Linked DNA regions of Xenopus laevis: region 2 is linked to region 1. The links are chromatin contacts, called in public Hi-C maps. All regions are on one chromosome and are shown on one strand. The core of a region is the stretch at or near the end of the contact, and the rest is flanking DNA. Distances in the headings are between cores, read along the strand shown.

The links. A called contact is a pair of places that touch in the nucleus more often than the background predicts.
Region 2: a Hi-C map of the XL177 cell line shows a contact between it and region 1, with 3 times the contacts expected there. The contact joins the promoter of LOC108697662 here to the enhancer-like site in region 1. A contact is called at or near these places in 2 of 4 Hi-C or Micro-C datasets (the XL177 cell line and the XTC cell line).

Annotation. Positions count from the first base shown.
Region 1 is chr7S:82,609,574-82,614,545 of Xenopus_laevis_v10.1, forward strand. No RefSeq gene overlaps it. Among protein-coding and RNA genes, the nearest start is that of cdc42.S, 4.0 kb to the left of the region's middle. Within about 2 kb of position 2,913, at least 1 of the 7 cell types and tissues checked has an H3K27ac peak or open chromatin away from gene starts, as enhancers often do.
Region 2 is chr7S:82,764,069-82,769,277 of Xenopus_laevis_v10.1, forward strand. LOC108697662 (peptidyl-prolyl cis-trans isomerase H-like) reads right to left here and starts at 1,270. Exons shown (of 7, transcript XR_005963074.1): 1 at 1,102-1,270.

The sequences.
Region 1 (4,972 bases), core at 1,663-4,162:
TATTATTATGAAAATGGTTTGTTTACATGAAGCAGGGTTTTACATATGAGCTGTGTTATGCAATATCTTTTTATAAAGACCTACATTGTTTGGGGGGTATCGTTTTCCTTTAACATTCTCTGTTCTTTGCCTGGAATGCTGGAGGACCAACAAATGTAATGCTCCAGCTACAACTACCACACTAATCACATAATCATATATGGCAAATATATTGAGTACAGAGGCTTGGAAATTGTTTTTATTCCAAAATATCAGACCAGTCCCTGTATCAACATTACTATCATATACAGTGAAGGTTATCTTTTATTCCCAGTGCACCTTCAAATAGAACCACCTTTCGGTCTTCGCTCAGACCTGATTGGAGGCAGATTAAATATGCAGGATTGCTGGGTATAGGACACAATTCAAAACAGTTTTTGTGTGGAGTTTGCATCAGCACCAATGTAAGCCTATGGGGAAGGTCCCCATAGGTTTTCTAAGTAATTTCTGATCGAAGGAAAATCGTTCGATCGATGGATTAAAATCCTTCGAATCGTTCGTTCTTCAGATTTCGGTAAATCCTTAGACTTCAATATTTGACCAATAGTAAATGTGCCCCCAAGTGTCTCTGAGAGTATTCACCAATATTCTGGTCGCTCTTATAGCCGAGCTAAGGATGGAGGAAATAGCTGTGTTTTATTACTTAGACGACATCCTAGTGACTGCAAGATCAGAAGAAAAAGCCGAACATCACACAAGATTTTAAAATTTCTTCAAATCCAAGGATGGATCGTCCACGTAGAAAAAAGCAATTCGTGCCCGTCAATGTCCCTTTTATTCTCGGCATATATTTTCAAAAAAAGAGAGAACTTGGTCAGCCTTCCATCTGAGAAACAACAGAAGATTGTTCAGGCTATGAAGGTTTTGAAAAGCCAGTCAGTCGTGACAGTTGTCCATTGCCTAAAGATTTTGAGCTTTATGTCCTCAACAATTTAGTTGGTAAAATGGGTGAGATGGCATTCAAGGTACCTGCAGAACGTCTTATTAAGGAAGGTGAGGAATCCACAGCTAAAGTTGCACAGGAAAATTATGTTGCCCCAGGAGCTAGTTAAAATGGTGGTGCGTTCAAGAAAATCTAGGAAGAGGTATGTATTTAGAAAACCAGAATGGATAATCCAGACAACTGATGTGTCAGGTTCCAGTTGGGGAGCTCGCTTTCGAGAACAGTTCGACCAGGGTCCCTAGGAGATGAAGAAGTTGTCATTGAATATCCTTAAACTGAAGGCAATAAAGGAAGCCCTATTCACGTTTGTGGACTTATTGAAGGGAAGAAGCAAAAAGGTGATGTCGAAAAAACATTACAGCAGTTGCTTAAGTACAACAGGGAGGCACTAGCAGTATGGTGTTGTTCGAAGAAGCAGAACATTTTTACCAGTGGGCAGAGTTATGTCTAGAAAATATAACAATGGTTCATCTGCAAAGAACAGAAAATCAGAAAGCAAACTATTTAAGTCGAGTCACTATTACAGACCTAGGAAACTCATGGGGGCTACCAGATGTGGATGCAATGGCATCAGTTAAAAACAGAAAGTGTCAAAGGTTCTTCTCAAGATATCTATGAAAGGAGGCAGTGGCTCTAGATGGCCTGAGACAAGATTGGTCCGTGGGGTTAATTTACGTTTTCCCCTAATTCCTCTCATTTGGAGGTCCTGAGGAAGGAAGATCTGGAAGCATTAGTAGTGATTCCCTTTTGGCCAAGAAAGCCGTGCTTTCCGTTGCTTCGCAAGTTAACCTTGGTGGAACCCAGGAGAATTCAGAAGTTTCCAGGGTGGTCATCCCAGGGAATGTTTCAGTGCCAAGAGGGGAATCGCCTGCCTTGATGGCATGGAGACTTTTGAAAGGAAGAGGCTTAGGAAGCTGAATTTGAAGGAAGATATTATTAGGTTTCTTCTGAAGTCAAGGAAATGTTCAACCTCAATGCAATACTATAAGATCTGGTTAAAATTTGTTCAGTTTGCACTTGCTGGGGGTCAGAACCCCAACTGTACAACAGCCTCTCTTTTCTCGGGATATAAGAAACGTCTTCAGTTGAATATGCTTAAATGCAAGTGTCAGTGGTGTCAGCATTAACAGGAAAGAGTTGGGCTGTGGACCCCTTAGTCCAAAGATTTTATAATACTCTAGTGAGAGAATTCCCACCCTATGTAGACAAGCCTGGAGGGGCTGCCTTTTAACTTCTTGGGGGGAAGTCCTGTCCATTGGCCTGGAGGAAAGTTTAAGCTGGCCATAGATGTAAAGATTTTTAAAAGATATTTTCGTTATTGTGCTTGGCCCTACAAACATAGATAGATTGCACTGGGAGTGATAATTTTTTATTAACATGGCCGATTAATTTTCTGATAGATGTCGGACGAAAAATCTGCAATCGTTCGATTCCCACTAACTTTACGATAATTTGATGGATTGGTCGGATTTAGCTAAAATCGGTCATTCACCAAAGAAAAATCTTTGTGACTATGGGGACCTTAACCCATTGGTTAATGTTGCCATGAAGGCTATCAGGAAACAGAAATTTGAGTGAGTAAATATAATTTCCTGTTATTGCCCATACCATGAGGAATAGTGCCAGCTGGAACCAGAAGGTGACTTCATTTTGTGCTGATCCTAAAACTTTCTTATCTGACACCTCAGTGGAAAGCTTTTTGGGAGAACTTTTGAAAGCTCTTCAGAGTGAAACTATACATGGCCAAACTAAGGAAAAGTATAATGTACTCTGTCAGCAATCATTTTTCTATTTTATGTTAAATCTGCTTTAAACATGCTTGCATAGAGACAGAATGTTACATTTGTGTTAACAAGTCCATTTATTCAGAATGGCACAAGGGTTTTAGATCTTTCCCTTCTAAACCTAGAGAGATTATCTCTTATTTCTGGTCCCTCTCAGTGTGACACAGTTTTTTTTCAAAACAAGGCAATTAAGAGCCTCTATTATAGAGCCAGTAACAATATAAAATGCATTATATTCACATATAATACATAAGAGCCATGAATATGCACAGGTACAGGGGGCAGTAATATAAATGAAAAAGTGTTGTACATTTTCTTGCTCTCTTTATTTAAAAACCATCATGGTAAGGAGGGAAATGGTAATGCAGGACAGGGGGGCACTGAGTGAAGCTCTTGCCTAGGGTGCCAAACTACCTTGTGCCTGCCCTGGCAGGGATGCCACTCATATGTGAAAAAAGTTAAGTCATATTAAGACATAACCATAAATCCATTTGCCTCCTCCTCCCCTGTGTATAATACAGTACCCCAGCATATGATTAAACACCTTAGGGGCCACTAACAATAATTTTCAATTTCTAACAAACCCCCAGAACAAATACCAAAGTATGACACACACAGGGAGCATAGGGAAGGCAGAACAGAGCAGGAGACAGGAATCAGGGCCAGTCTAATATGTACTACATACAGTGATACAGTGCTGGTGCTCCATTAGCATTTTGAATAAGGTGTGAACAGAAGAATAATGTGGGCAGTTTCAGTCTGGGTCTCAGGTGTGAACAGTACAGGGCTTTAGGGGAGTGAACAATAGAGGTGATACAAGTGTGAACAATGCAGGGGGATCACAGGTGTGAACAATGCAGGGGGATTAGTCTGAATTTGAGGTTTAGACAATGCAAGGGCCAGTTAATCTCTGTAGTAATACCTTTTAAATTTTAGATATGGTAAACAGACACAGCAGAAAGACTTTGATGTGGAGGGCCACATGAGGGTGGGGTGACGAGCCGCATGTGGCCCGCGGGCCGCCAGTTGGACAGCCCTGACAGTGCTGTCCAATTTCTGTGCTACAGAGGGCCGGAAATTTTTCCTGACTACATGGTGGAGGGCCAATAATGGAAGCCATTGATGACCACTCCCTGTTTTTAAACCACACCCACTTTAAACCACACCCATGTTACCACAAGACCATGTCCACATTTACGGTGGTAGCACACCAAAAAAACAAATGATTGGTGCTCACTGCAGGGATATCACTTATTACTCATATGTGAAAAAAGTTGTCATATTAAAGGAATTGTTCTGTGTAAAAATAAAAACTGGGCAAAGAGGCTGTACAAAATAATAAATAAATGTTTCTAATATAGTTAGCCAAAAATGTCTAACATAAAAGCCAGAACACTACTTCCTGCTTTTCAGCTCTCTTGGTTTCCACTGATTGGTTACCAGACAGTAACCGATCAGTGACTTGATGGGGGTCACAAGGGACATAACTGTTGCTTTTGAATCTGAGCTGAATGCCGAGGATCAATTGGAAACTCACTGAACAGTTATATCCCATGTGGCCCCCTTATAGTCACTGACTAACTCAGAGTTAGAGAGCTGAAAAGCAGGAAGTAGTGTTCTGGCTATTATGTTACAAATCTAGTCACTCATTTAAATCCATATGCCTCCTTCCCTGTGGATAACTGAGCACCCCCCAGCACATGATTAAACACCTTAGGGCCCCCTAACAATAGTTTTCCAATGCTAACAAACCCCCACAACAAATACAAGGCTTATGTTCCACAAGCAGAGCAGGACACACACAGGTAGAGTATGGCACACAAAGGGAGCATATGGTAGACAGAGTATGACACACACAGGCAAAGTAGGACAGGTCAAGATTATGACACACACAGGGAGCTAAGGAAGGCAGAATAGAGCAGGAGACAGTTTACATTTATCAGGGCCACTCTAAAATGTACTACATATAGTGACTGGTGCCCCATTAGCACTATGAGGTTAACACCTCTGGCTGTGTCAAGGAATGCAAGCCCCAGCAAGTCCCCTTCTGCTTTGGCTACCTGTAGTTCCATTAACAAGTCACTAAGTTCCCTAAATTTTTGGTTACCTTTATTAGATATTTTAGGGAAATCATCAATTCTTTTGAAAAGTGCATTTTCTACTACCTCTGCTGAGCCGTAGCACTCATTAAGTCTGTGCCAGATCA
Region 2 (5,209 bases), core at 20-2,519, 150 kb after region 1:
CCAAGTCTCATTTTTTAACCTATTTATTGCACCGCACTTTATTGGTGTAATTTATTGCAATATTAATTTACTATATTTATCTTGTTCAATCACACTCTATATGAATTAATGAATGAATTTACTTATTAAGGGGTGCTATTGGAATCTATTGGTGGGGTAATACACCCATTGGACTTAGAAATAATTAATTTTGTTATCAGCCCTTGGTACTGATTAATTTCACTTTATTTATTTGCACTAGCACTTTACTTAATTTATTAACTAGCACCTTTATTAATGAATTATTATTATCATTAATCAGCCTGATTTTGCAATTCATGGTTCAATTTGACTTGGTATAGGTATAGAAACTTCTATTTGGTGGGGTTTCTTTTTTCTTAAACTATATTAATACTTTTTCATCTGACCCGGTCAGACCTCCACCTATAGTTGGGTTAAATAAGGATCCAATATATTTACATATACACACAGGGATACCAATCCGTGTGTTTCCCCTAATATACCCATCACAGTTAGCTGTTTCTTCAAAAAGTATAAATAAATGCCATTTTCTATGCTGAAATCCAGTTGTTTAACAGTCCTTCTCTTTCTGCATCATTTGAAATCCTTGCAGGAAAAGAGGGACTAAACACTGATGTAACAATTATAGGTTATAATAGAGTCTATGGGAGACAACCTATCTGTAATTCTGAGCTTTCTGGATAACTGGTTTCCGGATAACGAATCCCATACCTGTATGATCGAATAGAGCTTATTAAACTGAAAATCCTCTGCCCGCACTACAGTAGGGCAGACTGCTGGTCAACAATACAGTAAAATCTAGACTGATGAAGTCAGAGAAGTCAAGTATACATATGACTAAATGTCTGCGATGTATTCTGTATCTCATGTCTTGCACACAACTAGTAGCAGTGTACAATTAATGCAATTTTTAATTATATTAAAAAGGCCACATTGGTCTCGGCAGTCATAAACCTTGTTTAAACCTTTGTTTTATATAAAAGTTGCATAGAGATCATTTCTTTCATTTTGGGACCTTTCACCACATGGCAACTTGATAAACAACCAAACAAAATGAGACACAGTTTATGCTTAACTGACCTCCTTTGCGGACACATTTTGTACATCGTCCAAGGTACGTAGCTGAGATTCTTGTTGATGAATTTTATGCTGAAGGGCAGAATTATTCTGTGTTAATACTGTCTCTTTGTCTAGAAGAATTTCTATTTGGTGCTTAAGATCTTTGCAGCTCTGTTCCAAAACTTTTCTGAAATTATATTGAATGCGAATTTCTATGCAACATTGGCAAAAACAATTCTATAATATATATCAGAATATTTAAACAGCATGTACATGCTAATACATTGTTTTTTATATTTCTTGGTTCATGGCAAGCATGCAGCACCAAATGAAAATGTAATGACAGCAAAAATGAATTGTTTTAAAGGGTTAAAGCAGATCCCATAGCAATATCTTATTGAGTGACCAGAGTAACACCCTTGTAGGCCACCATCAGGGGCCCCATGGCAGAGGGGTGCACAAGAGATGTGAAGATTTGATTTGTAAAATGGGGAGTGGGTGGATTGTAGTCTTATGTAATAGGTAGCGACTAGACAGGGAATATAAATGACCATATTTTGTTATTGGAGTACTATTGTGCTTATTTGGCAAGATCTACTGCCCAGATGGGAGCAGTGGATTAAAAACTGAGGCCACCTTTAAGGGGTAGTGTGGGGCTCCAAGATTTCTGATGAAACCCTTGACCCTGTTATCTAACAGACAAAACCTCTCACTTATGTTCCTTATGTTCCTTCACTGTGTAAACTTTGTAAAAGAAAAAGAAAATTGAAAAGACAAAAGCAGTTGATCTGTCCAAATACAGTCTGAGAAATTTATGTTGCAATAAAAGAGGGTAGATTTATCAAGGGTCGAATTGTAAATTAGAATTTTCGAGTTTTTTTATGGTCAAAAAAACGTTTTTCAAAAAATTCGAAATTTGATTTTCAAGTTTTATCATACTCTGGCCCTTTAACAACTCAAATTTGACTATTTGCCACCCTAAACCTGCCAAATTGCTGTTTAAGTCAAAAAGAGATAGCCAGGGATCAATTTGGAGTTGTTAGCAGCCTACCTGACATTCAAGTTATCGAGTTTCAAAAATTCGATTTGAATTTGATTCGAGTTTTCGGGGCGATCCTATTCAACCGAGTTTAAAACATTCGATTTATATAATAAATTTCAATTTAAATGTGCCTCTAGGTCTAGGTGTTGCTAATTTACTGCTGGGAGTTGCATATATGTTTCCATTAAGTAAAGCTGCACCGAAATGCCTTCATGGAAAATTACTGTAAATGAAATTTATGCACATCAAAAAAAGAACAGTTTTGTATTCAGTTTATACATCAGTTTACCTTTAGATGAATAGACAAGGGATGCACCAAATCCACTATTTTGGATTCGGCCAAACCCCCGAATCCTTCTGCGAAAGATTCGGACGAATACTGAACTGAATCCAAATCCTAACTTGCATATCCAAATTAGGGATGGGAAGGAGAAAACATTTTTTACTTTCTTGTTTTGTGACAAAAAGTCACCCGATTTGCATAGGCAAATTAGGATTCGGTTCGGCCGGGCAGAAGGAATTGCTGAAAAAGGCCGTATCCCGGATTTGGTGCATCCCTAGAATAGACATATACATGTTTTTTTTGACACAGTACATATTTTGTAGCTAATAAACAACACAAGGAAGACATAAGGGGTAACTTATAAAGCCCCCCTGGATACAAGTAATCGAGCACTTAGGGAAGCAGAACCATGCCCCTTTGCCCTCAATGAATAAACACTTGCATCTGTGGCCTTTCTGTGCTCTGCATCTTGTACCAAATTCAAATCCAGTGCAAGTTCAGAAAGCAGTGTTGGCAGGCCCTGTCCCTATCACCTACAATAAGGCAGGGCACCCAGCACTGTCTGGATGATGTAATTACAGTCATGCTTGAAAGTTTGTGAATCCTTTAAAATTGTCTATAGTTTTATATGAATGTGATGAAAAACACCAACTGATTTTCAAACAAGTCCTAAAAGTAGATGAAGAATACCTAGTTAAGCAAATAAAACAAAAATTACTATATTTGCTTATGTATTTAGTATTGAAAAAAAATTAGGGATGCACTGAATCCAGGATTCGGTTCGGGATTCGGACAAGATTCAGCCTTTTTCAGCAGCATTCGGATTCGGCCGAATCCTTCTGCCTGGCCGAACCGAATCTGAATTTGCATATGCCTTTTGGACACAAAATAAGGAATTTGCATATGACTTTTGGACACAAAATAAGGAAGTAAAATGTTTTTCCCCTTCCAACATCTAATTTGCATATGCAAAGTAGGGTTCGTATTCGGTTCGGTATTCGGCCGAATCTTTCACAAAGGATTCGGTGGTTCACCCGAATCCAAAATAGTGGATTCGGTGCATCCCTAAAAAAAATTATTCAATAACATATCTGCGTGTGGCAAAATATTCACTTACTTTCACTCAGTATTTGGTGTGTCCCCTTGTGCAGCAACAACTGCAACTAAACGTATGCAGTAACTGTTGATCAGCCTTGCACATTGTCTCAGAGGAATTTTGGCCCATACAGAACAGACTTCAGCTCTTGGATGTTGGTGGGTTTCCTCACGTGAACCGCTAGCTTTAGGTCCACAACACTGATTTTATTTTTCTTTTACCATGCTTTGGTAGAATGACTTGTGTGTTTAGGATCATTGTCTTGCTGCATGACCCACTGTCTCTTGAGATTCAGTTCAAAGTCAGATGTCTTGACATTTTCCTTTAGTATTCTCTGGTATAGTTCTGGATTCATTGTTCAATCAACAATGGCAAGGCATCCAGGCCCAGATGCAGCAAAACAGGCCCAAACCACCACCCTGTTTCACAGATGGGGTAAGGTTCTTATGCTAGAACATGTAAAGCTGCTCATTTAAACCAAAATGTTCTACAAAAAGTTCTCTGTCCACAAAACATTCTTCCAGTAACCTTCTGGTTTGTCCACATGATCTTTAGCAAACTGTAGATGGTCAGCAATGTTTTTGGGAGAGAGCAGTGGCTTTCTCCTTGCTACCCTGCCATACACACTATTAGTGTTCAGTGTTCTCCTGATGGTGGACTCATGAACATCAACATTGGCCAATGTGAGACAGGCCTTTAGTCGCTTAGAAGTTATCCTTCTCGGACTATGAGACAACTTTCAGTTGGTGTTATCTTTGACGGTCGACTGCTTCTGGGTAGGGTAACAACAGTCTTGAATTTCCTCCATTTGTACACAATCTGTCTGACTGTTGCTTGGTGGAGTCCAAACGCTTTAGTCTTGTAACCGTTTCTTCTAGCTTTATGGGTAGCAACAACTCTTTTTCTGAGGTCTTCAGACACCTCCTTTATTTAAGCCACTATACATATCCACAAATGTGTTGTGATCAGGCTATATTGGGTCCCCATTCTTTAAATAAAAAATTGTCTCTCACTCATCCCATGAACTGAAAATACCAGACTCTGATTTCACCTTAAAATGATATGATAATCCCAAGTATTTACTTACTTTTGACACAAGCAGATATGAGATTTGATCATTTCCTTATTCACACATCATTTTCCTTATTCTAGCACCGCTTCTGTGAATTTGTCTTTTGACATTAGCTCTTCCTAAACCCATCAGTCAGCTCTCAGGTGCCTCTCAGCTGTACATTTGCCTCATACTAATGATTGTGCCTTTCATAGAAGAGATTCCCTGCCACTTTGAAAGGCCAATATGGCAGAACACACACTTTATCACATACCCATTCCCATTATTTATCTCACCTAGGAACATGTGCAATAGCACAAGATCCCAGTTTAGCTCTCCGGAGTGTATGCACTGCTCCCTATTTGGCAAGATGGATGCTAGGAACAGAAGTAACACAGCTTAAATTGGGGCCAACACTCTGTAGTTCTGGGCATGATGGGGGGGGCTGTGTACTGGTACAAAAAAATAAAATGTAACCCAAAAAAATTGCAAAATAATGCAAATGTGAGGAACAAACATGTTTTTGTCACATATTTTATGTTTATTTTGGAGGATTTCTGTTTTTGAATACAGATTTGTATTTACACCAGTTTTAACACCACTTTTACCAAAAATATGCCTCCTCCACTTCTTTGAATTCCCCCCTCGGGGTAAAAA